Linked DNA regions of Sus scrofa: all the other regions are linked to region 1. The links are chromatin contacts, called in public Hi-C and HiChIP or PLAC-seq maps. All regions are on one chromosome and are shown on one strand. Each heading gives the region's core, a stretch centred on a gene start, on an enhancer-like site or on the middle of the called end of the contact. The rest is flanking DNA. Distances are from core to core; before and after follow the strand shown.

Region 1 (3,341 bases), core at 657-3,156:
GAGGCCTCCCTGCCCTGATTGGGGTTTGGAGCCAGTGGAATTGCCAGTTCCCCAGGGCCTCTGACTCCAGGAAAGTTGCCAGACCCACTGGTTTGAAGCCCGAAGGAGCGCCGAAAGGCCCTGAGACTGGCAGAGACCTGCAGGCGCTATTGGTTGGGCTCTGGGGAGACAGTTTTACAGCAACTCAACTCCAGGTGGCAGGAGGGCTCAGCCACCTCTCTCTGCCTGTCGGGATGAAGGAGCTGGAGGCAGTGGCCGGCTCCTGAGCCCTGTCCTTGCTTTACCTCCCAGGGGATCCGGGGGGTGGGGGTGGGGGGGCTTCATCTTCCTCATCTCTCTGGGGGCAGCTGGGGCAGGTGGAGGTTCTAACCCCCCCAATTCCCCGCCATCTCCCGTGAACTGAGATCTGGCCAGGGCCCAGGGAAGGGGTCAAAGGTCAGCAGCTGACCACTGAGGGCTGCTGAAGATGGGGTGAGGGCAGGGCCTCTGTGGTCACCTCAGCCACACTCCTCTACCCCCTCCCACATGCTCAGGGAGGGGGCTCAGGCAGCCCACAGTTGTGATGACAAGGCCTTATTTGTTGTCCTGGCAATTGGATGCAGGTACTCCTGGTACCAAGGAGAACCCAGAGGCCCCCCTCAGTTCTTTGGTCCCCAGCCCACCTGTCCCATGAATGTTAGTGACAATGATGTCCTGCAAGTTGTTAAACCAAGATACAAATGTTAGCACATCAGAAAACGATACTTAGGTTTCTCAAATTGTGTTCCCCAGGCCGGCACATCCGCCTCACCCCATCAGCATCACCTGGGAACTTGCCAGAATGCAATCTTGGAGTACCCTGGTGGCCTAGGGACAAAAGGATCTGGCATTGTCACTGCCGTGGCTCAAGTACTATCCCTGGCCTGGGAACTTCCACATGACACTGGGTGCAGGAAAAAACAAAACAAAAACAAAACGCCATTCTTCATGCCCCCCAAAGCAAACCTGCTGGCTGAGTGCCATCTGGGCGTGAGTCTAGTAGTCTGTGTCCTCACAGGCCCTAAAGTCTTGATTCTGATGTTCAATCCAGCTTGACACCTGCTGCCCTGTAGCATAACCATAGCCTGATTTCATTCCATGTTGGCTGTGAATTCTTAATTTTTAGGAACAGGTATCTTTGTCTCAAAAACAAGGGTAGGGGAGCAACCGACACTCTCAAAAGGATTTTAGGACAAAATAGGGGAGGGTACTATCAGGAGCAAGCCAGCCAGCCCAGCATCGTCATCTGGTGAACGGCGGCACCCCACTCCCCTGCCCCTGCTCCCCTTTCGCCCCACGGGCCACCCCGCCTCATCCTCAGCCCTGCAGTCCTGACCGCAGGAAGACCACCGACCTCCACACAGTCCCCCGGGGGTGGGGGCGGTCAGGCCAATAACCTCAGCCCCGACGGGGCAAGCTCGCTGTGCCGATGCTGGGGACGCATGGTCTGAGAGCTGGTGACGGTCACCCCGAGGTAGTGTCCCCACCTCCCCCGTGCGCTCAGAATGTAACGTTGTCGGAGGCGCGGCGGCACGCCCATCATTTGCAGACTCTGGGCCCGCAGCGGGCGGGCGCGGCCGGCACCGGCACAGCGGCGTGGGCTTTTCATCCTTCTGACCCCGCCCCGCCCCGCCGGGCGCGAGCCGGGTTGCGGACCGTGCCCCCCACCGGCCGGGGCGTGGTGGCCGCGGTGCCTCGCGGGCGGGGAGCGCCCGCCTCGACGCCGCCCTCCCCGCCCGCCCCGCCGGAACGCGGCGCAGCCAATGGGGGTCGAGTCGCTGCGCGGGGATTGGGGCAGGCGCGCGGCCGGCGGCGGCGGCGGCGGCGCGGGGGCCGGGGCGCGGGGAGGGGGCGAGGCGAGCGCTGTCAGCGCGGTTATAAGGGCAGGAAAAGTTGCCCGCGGAGAGCCGGGCAGGCGCACGCTCGTACGGCGGCCGCAGCGGCAGGGCGGGGCCGCGGAGCAGCGGGTGGCGGCGGAGGAAGTCCCGGAACGCGACCTCGCTCCCCTCGGGGTCTCGCTTGGGCCTCGGCGGGGTCCCGGGATCGCCAGGACTTTTGCACGCAGCCATGGGCGGCGTCGGGGAGCCCGGCGGGAGACCCGCGCAGCTGGGGGCGCCGCTGCCCACCTTCCGCTGGGAGCAGATCCGCCCGCACAACCTGCCGGGCGACAAGTGGCTGGTCATCGAGCGTCGCGTCTACGACATCAGCCGCTGGGCACAGCGGCATCCGGGGGGCAGCCGCCTCATCGGTCACCACGGCGCGGAGGATGCCACGGTAAGGCCGCCCACCGCGGGCGGGGCGGAGTCTGGCGCTCGGTGGGGCCTGGTCGTGGGCACCGTGTCCTGCTCCACCCGCGGGGTCTTAGCATTCCCCCCTGCTCTCGCTGACCTTTGACCTCCCGGCCGGGGACCCAGATGTGGGATGGACGAGCCGGGGCCTGATGGGGAGTAACGAGGCCACTTCCCAGCATGGAGAAGCCGCACGCCGGGCCGTGGACCAGGGCTGGGCTGGAGCACATCTGTGTGGGAGGAAGGGGCTCTCGGAGGTGGGTGTGTCATGGCAGAAAGAGCTTGATGCCCCAGGTGAGGGTCTTCCCTGATGCTCTGAGGTTCCTCCTCTCGGTTCTGGGTGCCCCCAGACCAGGTTCCTCATGCTGGATGCTTGCTGGATGCCAGAGGTAGGGCGGGTTCCCCGGAGGCTGGCAGGGATGTGCCATCAGAGGCTAGAGGCTGGGCAGCAAAGCTTGGGCAGGGCCTCAAGGTCTGTGGCTTTCCCAAAAGCTGCTGTAAATGGCCGTGAGGGGCGGTGACTCACCTCTCCTGGGCTGGCCGCTGCATGTGGGAGAATTTTGCCAGTCAGGCTGGGTGGGCCTCTTTGGGAAGGCCCAGTCATCCCAGGAACAGGGTGGCCCCTGTAGACCCCAACTTCCCCTTTCCAGCCATGTCTAGACATGTCATGGTCAAGGAGGAATGTGGCCTGTCCAGGGGGACATCTGGCAGAGCAGCTCTCAGGACGTGACTCCTCATCAGCCCCTTTTCCCACCGTTCCCCACCTAGACAGTAGGACTCAGGGCCAGGATACACTGGCCTTGACCATCCAGAATCCTAGGTCGGTCCCACTGGGTACCAAGAAGAAGGTCTTCGAGATTCCAGGGGATGAATCCCTAACGGGTGGAACTGTAGGAAGCAAAAGAAATTGGGTCCCATCCCAGGAGGGTCCGTGTCCCTGGTACCAGGACCTTCTGCCATGAGTTGGCGCCTGAAAGGTTGGGGTCAGAAGCCTCCCGAAGCTCTAGATCCTGACAGAGAAAGCCTTGTGCGTGG
Region 2 (3,237 bases), core at 462-2,961, 150 kb after region 1:
CCCAGGTCCCGGTGCAGGGGCCTGCATGCTGGAGTCCCTCAGCCCAGAACTGAATTTCTGTGGTCCAGGCCCCTCAACAAAAGATTTCCTACGGAAGTATTTCCCAAACTTCAGTCGGGCCTAATCCACCCTCACAATTTTCTGCCACTTCCCACTAAAACCTGTACTTTCATTCACTTAATATTTTTCATGTGGACACCATCTTCTAAAAACTAAATTGAAAAAAAAGAACTCATCTTAAGTAATAATACCTGTGTTATATCAGTTATAACTCAATACTTTTAAAAAGGATGTTGAGGAGTTCCTGTGGTGGCGCAGAGGAAACAAATCCGACTAGGAACCATGAGGTTGTGGGTTCGATCCCTGGCCTCGCTCAGTGGGTTAAGGATCCAGCATTGCCGTGAGCTGTGGTGCAGTTCGCAGACACAGCTCGGATCTGGCATTGCTGTGGCTGTGGTGTAGGCCAGCAATTGCAGCTCTGATTTGACCCCTTGCCTGGGAACCTCCATGTGCTGCGGGTGTGGTCCTAGAAATAATAAAATAAAATAAAAAATAAAATAAAAAGGATGCTGAAGGCACCACTGGCACTGTGTCCAACACTCAAAGAAATAGTACACTAGGCCTTCTAATTGTTCCCACTCGTCCTTCACAGGGTTCTTTCTAAAACATAAGGGACTTACAGCATCAAGATCTTTCATGCTGATTCCCAACTTAACTTTACACTCTTAGAATCGAAGAGAAAGGCTGGTCTAAGGACCGCCCTGTCTCACTTTTGCTCGGCGGTGCCTTCCTCCCACCATCCTGAAGCCCTTTTCTTCAATGTCCGTCTCACCTAGTTCTCACCTGCGAATGGCGGTGGCCTTGAACCCAGGCACCAGCACTCACCACCTCGGTAATACCATTATGTCACTTAGTCTGTGACGTTACTAAGCCATTTAGGTTTGGTTTTCTCATCTATCAAGTATGGGAACCATGCCTGCCTTGCAGAATTACTGTCAGAGTTAACTGAGGTACCAGACAAAAACCCCTCCAACAAACGCTAGGTGCTCTATAAAAATTCCCCCTCCAGAACCCACTCGATCCTTCGGTTCAGGCCCCAACCTATCTGCTTTGCTAGAATGTGTACCCAGGAGCCAGTGCCTCGTTAGCCGAGTATCCCACCACCGAGGCCGACAAAGGCAGGAAGGAAAGGAATCTGGACAAGTGCAGTTCCAAAACTGTCTCTCCTCCAGCACCTAAGTCACCATACAAAACGACTCCAGGAGGTGGGAGTTATTATCCTTCTTCTACAAATGAAGAAAGAGGCTCGGGGGTTCAGCGACTGGCCCCAGGCTCACAACGGAAAGTGGCGGGCCCGCCAGATGGCGAATCCCGCGCTCCCTCCGTCCGGCGCACGGCAGCGGCCGGCCTTCTCCAGCACCCGGCGCAAAGCGGGCCCGCCGCTCTCGAGGCGCTTCCCGCGGGTCTCACCTGGCCTCTGGGACGTGAAGCCTCGGCAGCTGGCGATTGCTCCTGTGTGGCCCAGGGCCGACCTCAGCCCAACTCGCTCCTCAGCCGCGGGTAGCCTCTCGCTCCGCCGCCTTCCAAAGCCCGCGCTCCCGTCACATGACCTACCGCGGCGCACAGCCTCCTGGGAAGTGTAGTACAGGCCCCGGAGCCCTCGGCCTGCTTCTCTCAAGACAAAGACTCCAGCCAGGGTGAACAGGCTCGCTCAGCGACCCGACCCTACCCTTCTCCACCACTTGTTCCCACTCCACCCCGGGACCCCGCCGGCCCCAGATCCCGTTGCCGCCCCCCACCACAGGACTACAAATCCCACAATGCCACTCGCGCAGCTGCGCTTCCTCTTCCGGCTGAACTGCGCGCCTGCTCCTGCCGACGTGTTCTTCCGGTGGCGGAACGGCGGTTTACCCTGTGCCCGGCAAAATGGTGAGAGGATTGAGAGGTGTTTCCCACAGGGCTCTGGGGACCCCTCGGGGCTCGCCCCACAGCCGGTTTCTCTCGCAGAGGCCTCAGGCGCCCGAGGTCCAGAGGGCGGGAGGCTCCTGGATCCTTCGGCTTGGGCTGAGGGGCGGGGAAGGGAAGCCCCTTGCCGTAGACTCCGTAGGCTGTGGTTTTGATCTCACTAGGTTTCAGATCTCCCGATTTAGAAGCGTGGGGTGCATTTTAAAAACCTTGGAGTTTTGATTTCTGTGACGTGTATCTGGAAAGTTTTTCCCCCCTGTGGAACTCGTGCTTATCCTACACGGCCCTGGGCAAATGTCACCTTCTTGATGAAGCACTTCCAGCTGTCTCGGGCACTTGTCCCCTCTCTCCTGGGAGCTCCCACAACCTATGTACCAGCCTTTTGCCACGTGTCATGTACTTCTTTGTTATCTGCCACGCCTACTAGTGACCACCAGCTGACGTGCCTCTAGCCCTGGGATGATGTCTATTCATCTTTGTATTCCCAGTGCCAAACACGGGGCCTGCAATTGGAGGGTCAGTCAATGGCAGCGATTGTCTTTATCATTTGGGGGGGTGGGGGGACATACATGTTTACTGAATTGAATTCCAGTGTCTCTTAGAACAATGGGGTCAATTTACTTCTCTAGAGTTGTTATGTTCTGGATTTTAGAAGCGTTGGGCGGTGGGTGACAATGGGAGTTAACATTTGTGCAGAACTTTACGTTTTACAGCCCTCTTTCACAGGCATTATCTCATAATTTGCTCTCTAACCTTGGGAAGGAAACAAAAAGCCATTAAGCAACTACTCCATGCCAGGCAGTGAGTTAGAGGCTGTGACGTTTGTCATCTGCCTTAAATCATACATCAACCTTGTGAGAGAGAGATTATTATAATCCCTTTACTGAGACTCATGTTTACTCACTAGAGCCAGAATTATAACTTAGGTCTTTTGCCTGTAGATCTCAAGATTCCTTACTAGTGCAGGAGTTGAGATCAGGGTACCAGTCCAGTTCTGTCTTCCAGCAAGGATTCTTAGCTTGATACCTACAGACATGGGTCCATAAAACTTCTCAAACCATAAGCAAAATTACAAATTCCCCCGTAGTGGAGCGGGCTGCGAAGCTGGAGTTGCTGCCACTGCAGAGAGAGTTCAGCCCCTGGCCCGGGAACTTCCACATGCTGCTGGTGTGGCTAAAAAGAAAAAGAGCTTTGGAGTTCCTGTCGTGGCTCAGTGGTTAACAAATCTGACTAGGAACCATGAGGTTGCAGGTTCGATCCCTAGCCTCGATC
Region 3 (3,150 bases), core at 372-2,871, 150 kb before region 1:
TCCAGCATGGGGCTCTTATGAAGAAAGCTGCTATGAACATTTATAGCCAAGTTTTTGGTGGGTCTCTCTTTACACTTCTTTTGCATAAATATCTAGGAGTCAAACTGTTGAGGCGTAGAGCCAGCGTACGTGTAACTTTCTAAGCTACTGTTGGACAGTTTTCCAGCGTGGTTGTACCATGTACATTCCCATAGGCAGCTGATGCCGCTTCCATTTGCTCCACGTCCTCCCTGCTTTGTAGAGGACCCCACAGTTGTCTGCTCCGGCTCTGAAGATCCCAGTCAATCCAGCTGCCCCTAGTTTGACATCTGCTTCCTCAGCTCAGCGGGGCTCCAGCTGGCTGTACCCCAAGGAGATGGAGACTAGAGGTTGTGGGGCTCCACCCCAATGTTCCCTCCTCTCTGGGATTACAGTCTGCCTCTTCCTATGGTCTCATATATCAATGCCCACTTTCTTTTCTTTTCTTTAGGCTTTTTAGGGCTGCACCCGTGGTGTATGCAAGTTCCCAGGCTAGGGGTTGAATCCGAGCTACAGCTGCCAGTCACCACACAGCCACGGCAATGCGGGATCCCAGCCACGTCTGCAACCTGCACCATAGCTTACGGCAAAATGCTGGATCCTTAACCCACTGTGTGAGGCCAGGGATCGAACTGGCATCCTCATGGATACTAGTCAGATTCACTTCTGCTGTGCCTCCACGGGAACTCCTACCTGCCTTATTCTGTACTGGTTCCTCTATTGTAGCTGGACGCCGAAGCCTTATTTGTCTTATTTGGGAGGGTGGTCCATGTAGTGAAGTCTCAAAGAATCACTCCTTTTTTTTTTTTTTCTGCTGCCCTCTAATAATGATAGACACATTTATAGGAACTAAGAAATGTGCAGAAGGGAGCTTATGGAAAGAGTGCCTCTCCATCAGTGGAGAATAAAACTCACCAAACTAGATCCTTGTGTGTTATCTGTGCCATCTCCCTCAGAGCAGGGCACTGAGTGAAATCATCCCGGAAGCTCTTGGAGGGTTTAGCGTGAAGAATCAGGGTCTTGTGCGACCACTTTCAGCTGCGAGGTAGCTAATGGCATCATCTCCTCCCGAAGGTACAGCAGAAGCCACGGTGTGATCTGAAGGTTGTCTTGCTGATGGAATCGGCCTGGGGAGTTGAATGAATGGTTAACCACAGCCATCTAGGCCAGCCTGATGTATCCAGTTCATAACAGAGTCTTCCCAGAGGGATCGTAGATACAGAAGGTCTCCGTACTTCCTGTATCGGGAGGCACCCGAGGGATGTAAAAAATTAATAGATACCGTAATGAGAGGTGGGAAGCCAGCAGGGGGCGCTCTCGCATCCCCGCAAGGAGAGTGGAGCCCAAGAGCAAGGGGAAAAAAAAGACTCCTCTTTTCTAGCAAAGCCTCAGCCAATGAAAAGCCTCCGACCCTTTGTTTACACTCGCCCTCCCAACTCCCTTTTCCTCTCTATAAGAGCGACTGCCCGCCTTTGCCTTGCAGGGACTGGCACACAGCTCGCCATGGTGGCCAATCCCAAATTGCAATTCTCTGTTGACCCCCCGAATAAACCCATCTTTGCTGGAAAAGTATCTGGCCCTCTGTTTGTTTCAGGTCGAGAGAACAATTCCTTTGGAACAGGAACTACTTAGAGGTGGTGACTAAAACTCATCCTTCCCTGTACAGCCCTGGGATAGGAAGCGTTGGCTACCCTGACATTCCTTTTGCCTTGCCTGGGGACCTTTGCTTATCTCTGCTCTGGTCCCTTATAGGTGACCTGAGAGTGGAGATCACAGGTGGCAACCTCGGTTTCCTCATTTCAGGGTCTGTAAGGAGCTTCTCTCTGCAGCTCCATTTCTTTGCTGTGTTCTAAGGCTACCTCTCTGGTCTATCTCGGAATATTCCGTTACAGACTATCTCATCCAGGCTGTCCTGCCTTCTTTGTACCCTAAGGATGCAGCACTCTTTTCTGCCCCTGGCTGAAGGAGATACTGTATATGAAATTCCTCTTCCGAATGAGTGGTTGGACGCTGCTCCTTCCGTCTAATGACTCTGCAACACTAAGCTGATACGTCCTTTTCACATTTCACAATTGCACAATCATTGGATTCTTTGGAGAAGCCCTAGCTCTGTTTGGTTCTGCAAAATCCAAGTCTGTTTGACAACTGGAAGGCATTTGACAGAGAAAGCGCTGCAAAATCTATATGACTTTGCTAGGGCTCAGTAATGATAAAAATTCACCATCTCACAGTTCTGGAGGCCAGAAATTCCAGATGGTGTCCAAAGGGTTGGTGCCTTCTGAAGGCTCTGGGGAAGAATCTGTTCCCTGCTGCTCTGCCAGGGTGTGCTGTTTTGCCAGGGCGCTTGGCACACTCCATCTCCTCCGTCATGCTCCATGGCGTTCTCACTCTGTGCTTGCCCTGCTAGATCGCATGGCCATGTCTGAAGCATCCTCCTGCCGCCAGCATTCCAGTGGTGTCTTTCTTTCCCTCCACAGGTAATGAAGAGGAGTCCCCCAGGGCTCGGGAAGTCTACAGAAATAGTTGGACTGAGATTCGATGAAGCTTCAGTGTAATGTGGGTGGATGTGCCCTGGACTTGGAACAAAAAGCCCTGGGCCCCTCTGTGTGACTTCACGGATCAATACCCTCATCTGCCAAGTGAAGGAAGTGACACAGGCAGCTTCTTAAGGTCCCTCTGGCATTAACCAACAATTCTTGCAGCCACTGGGGCATCAAGCTGTGATCTCTGCATCTAGAAAGGAGCCCTATGCTGTGTGTCCTTTAGGAGGCAGTGACAGTCTGTGTTTGGATCCACTGCCTTTTTTTTTGGTTTTTGTCTTTTTTTTTTTTTTTTTTTTTTTTTGCCTTTTCTAGGGCTGCTTCTGTGGCATATGGAGGTTCCCAGGCTAGGGGTCCAATCGGAGCTGTAGGCACCTGCTTACGCCAGAGCCACAGCAATGCAGGATCTGAGCCTCATCTGCGACCTACACAGCAGCTCATGGCAACGCCGGATCCTTAACCCACTGAGCAAGGCCAGGGATCGAACCTGCAACGTCATGGTTCCTAGTCGGATTCGTTAACCACTGCGCCACGATGGGAACTCTGGATCCACTACCCTTTGAGCAGGATGTCTCACCTTATTAGAAGTCAG

Evidence for each region. A called contact is a pair of places that touch in the nucleus more often than the background predicts. HiChIP or PLAC-seq counts read pairs in DNA pulled down with a chosen protein or histone mark.
Region 2: a contact with region 1 is called in an H3K27ac HiChIP or PLAC-seq map of alveolar macrophages. The contact joins the promoter of FEN1 here to the promoter of FADS3 in region 1. A contact is called at or near these places in 1 of 5 promoter capture datasets (fetal skeletal muscle), 6 of 47 Hi-C or Micro-C datasets (embryonic fibroblasts, fetal heart ventricle, psoas muscle and 2 more) and 2 of 2 datasets of contacts at active chromatin or transcription factors (alveolar macrophages and skeletal muscle).
Region 3: a Hi-C map of undifferentiated spermatogonia shows a contact between it and region 1, with 2.2 times the contacts expected there. The contact joins the enhancer-like site here to the promoter of FADS3 in region 1. A contact is called at or near these places in 2 of 5 promoter capture datasets (fetal skeletal muscle and liver) and 5 of 47 Hi-C or Micro-C datasets (blood, embryonic fibroblasts, liver and 1 more).

What each region holds. Positions count from the first base shown.
Region 1 is chr2:9,605,766-9,609,106 of Sscrofa11.1, forward strand. It overlaps FADS3 (fatty acid desaturase 3), which reads left to right and starts at 1,907. Exons shown (of 12, transcript NM_001206434.1): 1 at 1,907-2,292. The coding sequence starts at 2,086.
Region 2 is chr2:9,755,152-9,758,388 of Sscrofa11.1, forward strand. FEN1 (flap endonuclease 1) reads right to left here and starts at 1,712. Exons shown (of 2, transcript XM_003122627.5): 1 at 1,471-1,712. It overlaps TMEM258 (transmembrane protein 258), which reads left to right and starts at 1,819. Exons shown (of 4, transcript XM_003122626.6): 1 at 1,819-1,929. The coding sequence starts at 1,927.
Region 3 is chr2:9,455,605-9,458,754 of Sscrofa11.1, forward strand. No RefSeq gene overlaps it. Among named protein-coding and RNA genes, the nearest start is that of INCENP, 11 kb to the left of the region's middle. Within about 2 kb of position 1,622, at least 15 of the 83 cell types and tissues checked have an H3K27ac peak or open chromatin away from gene starts, as enhancers often do. A contact at or near this core is called in undifferentiated spermatogonia, where this site is marked.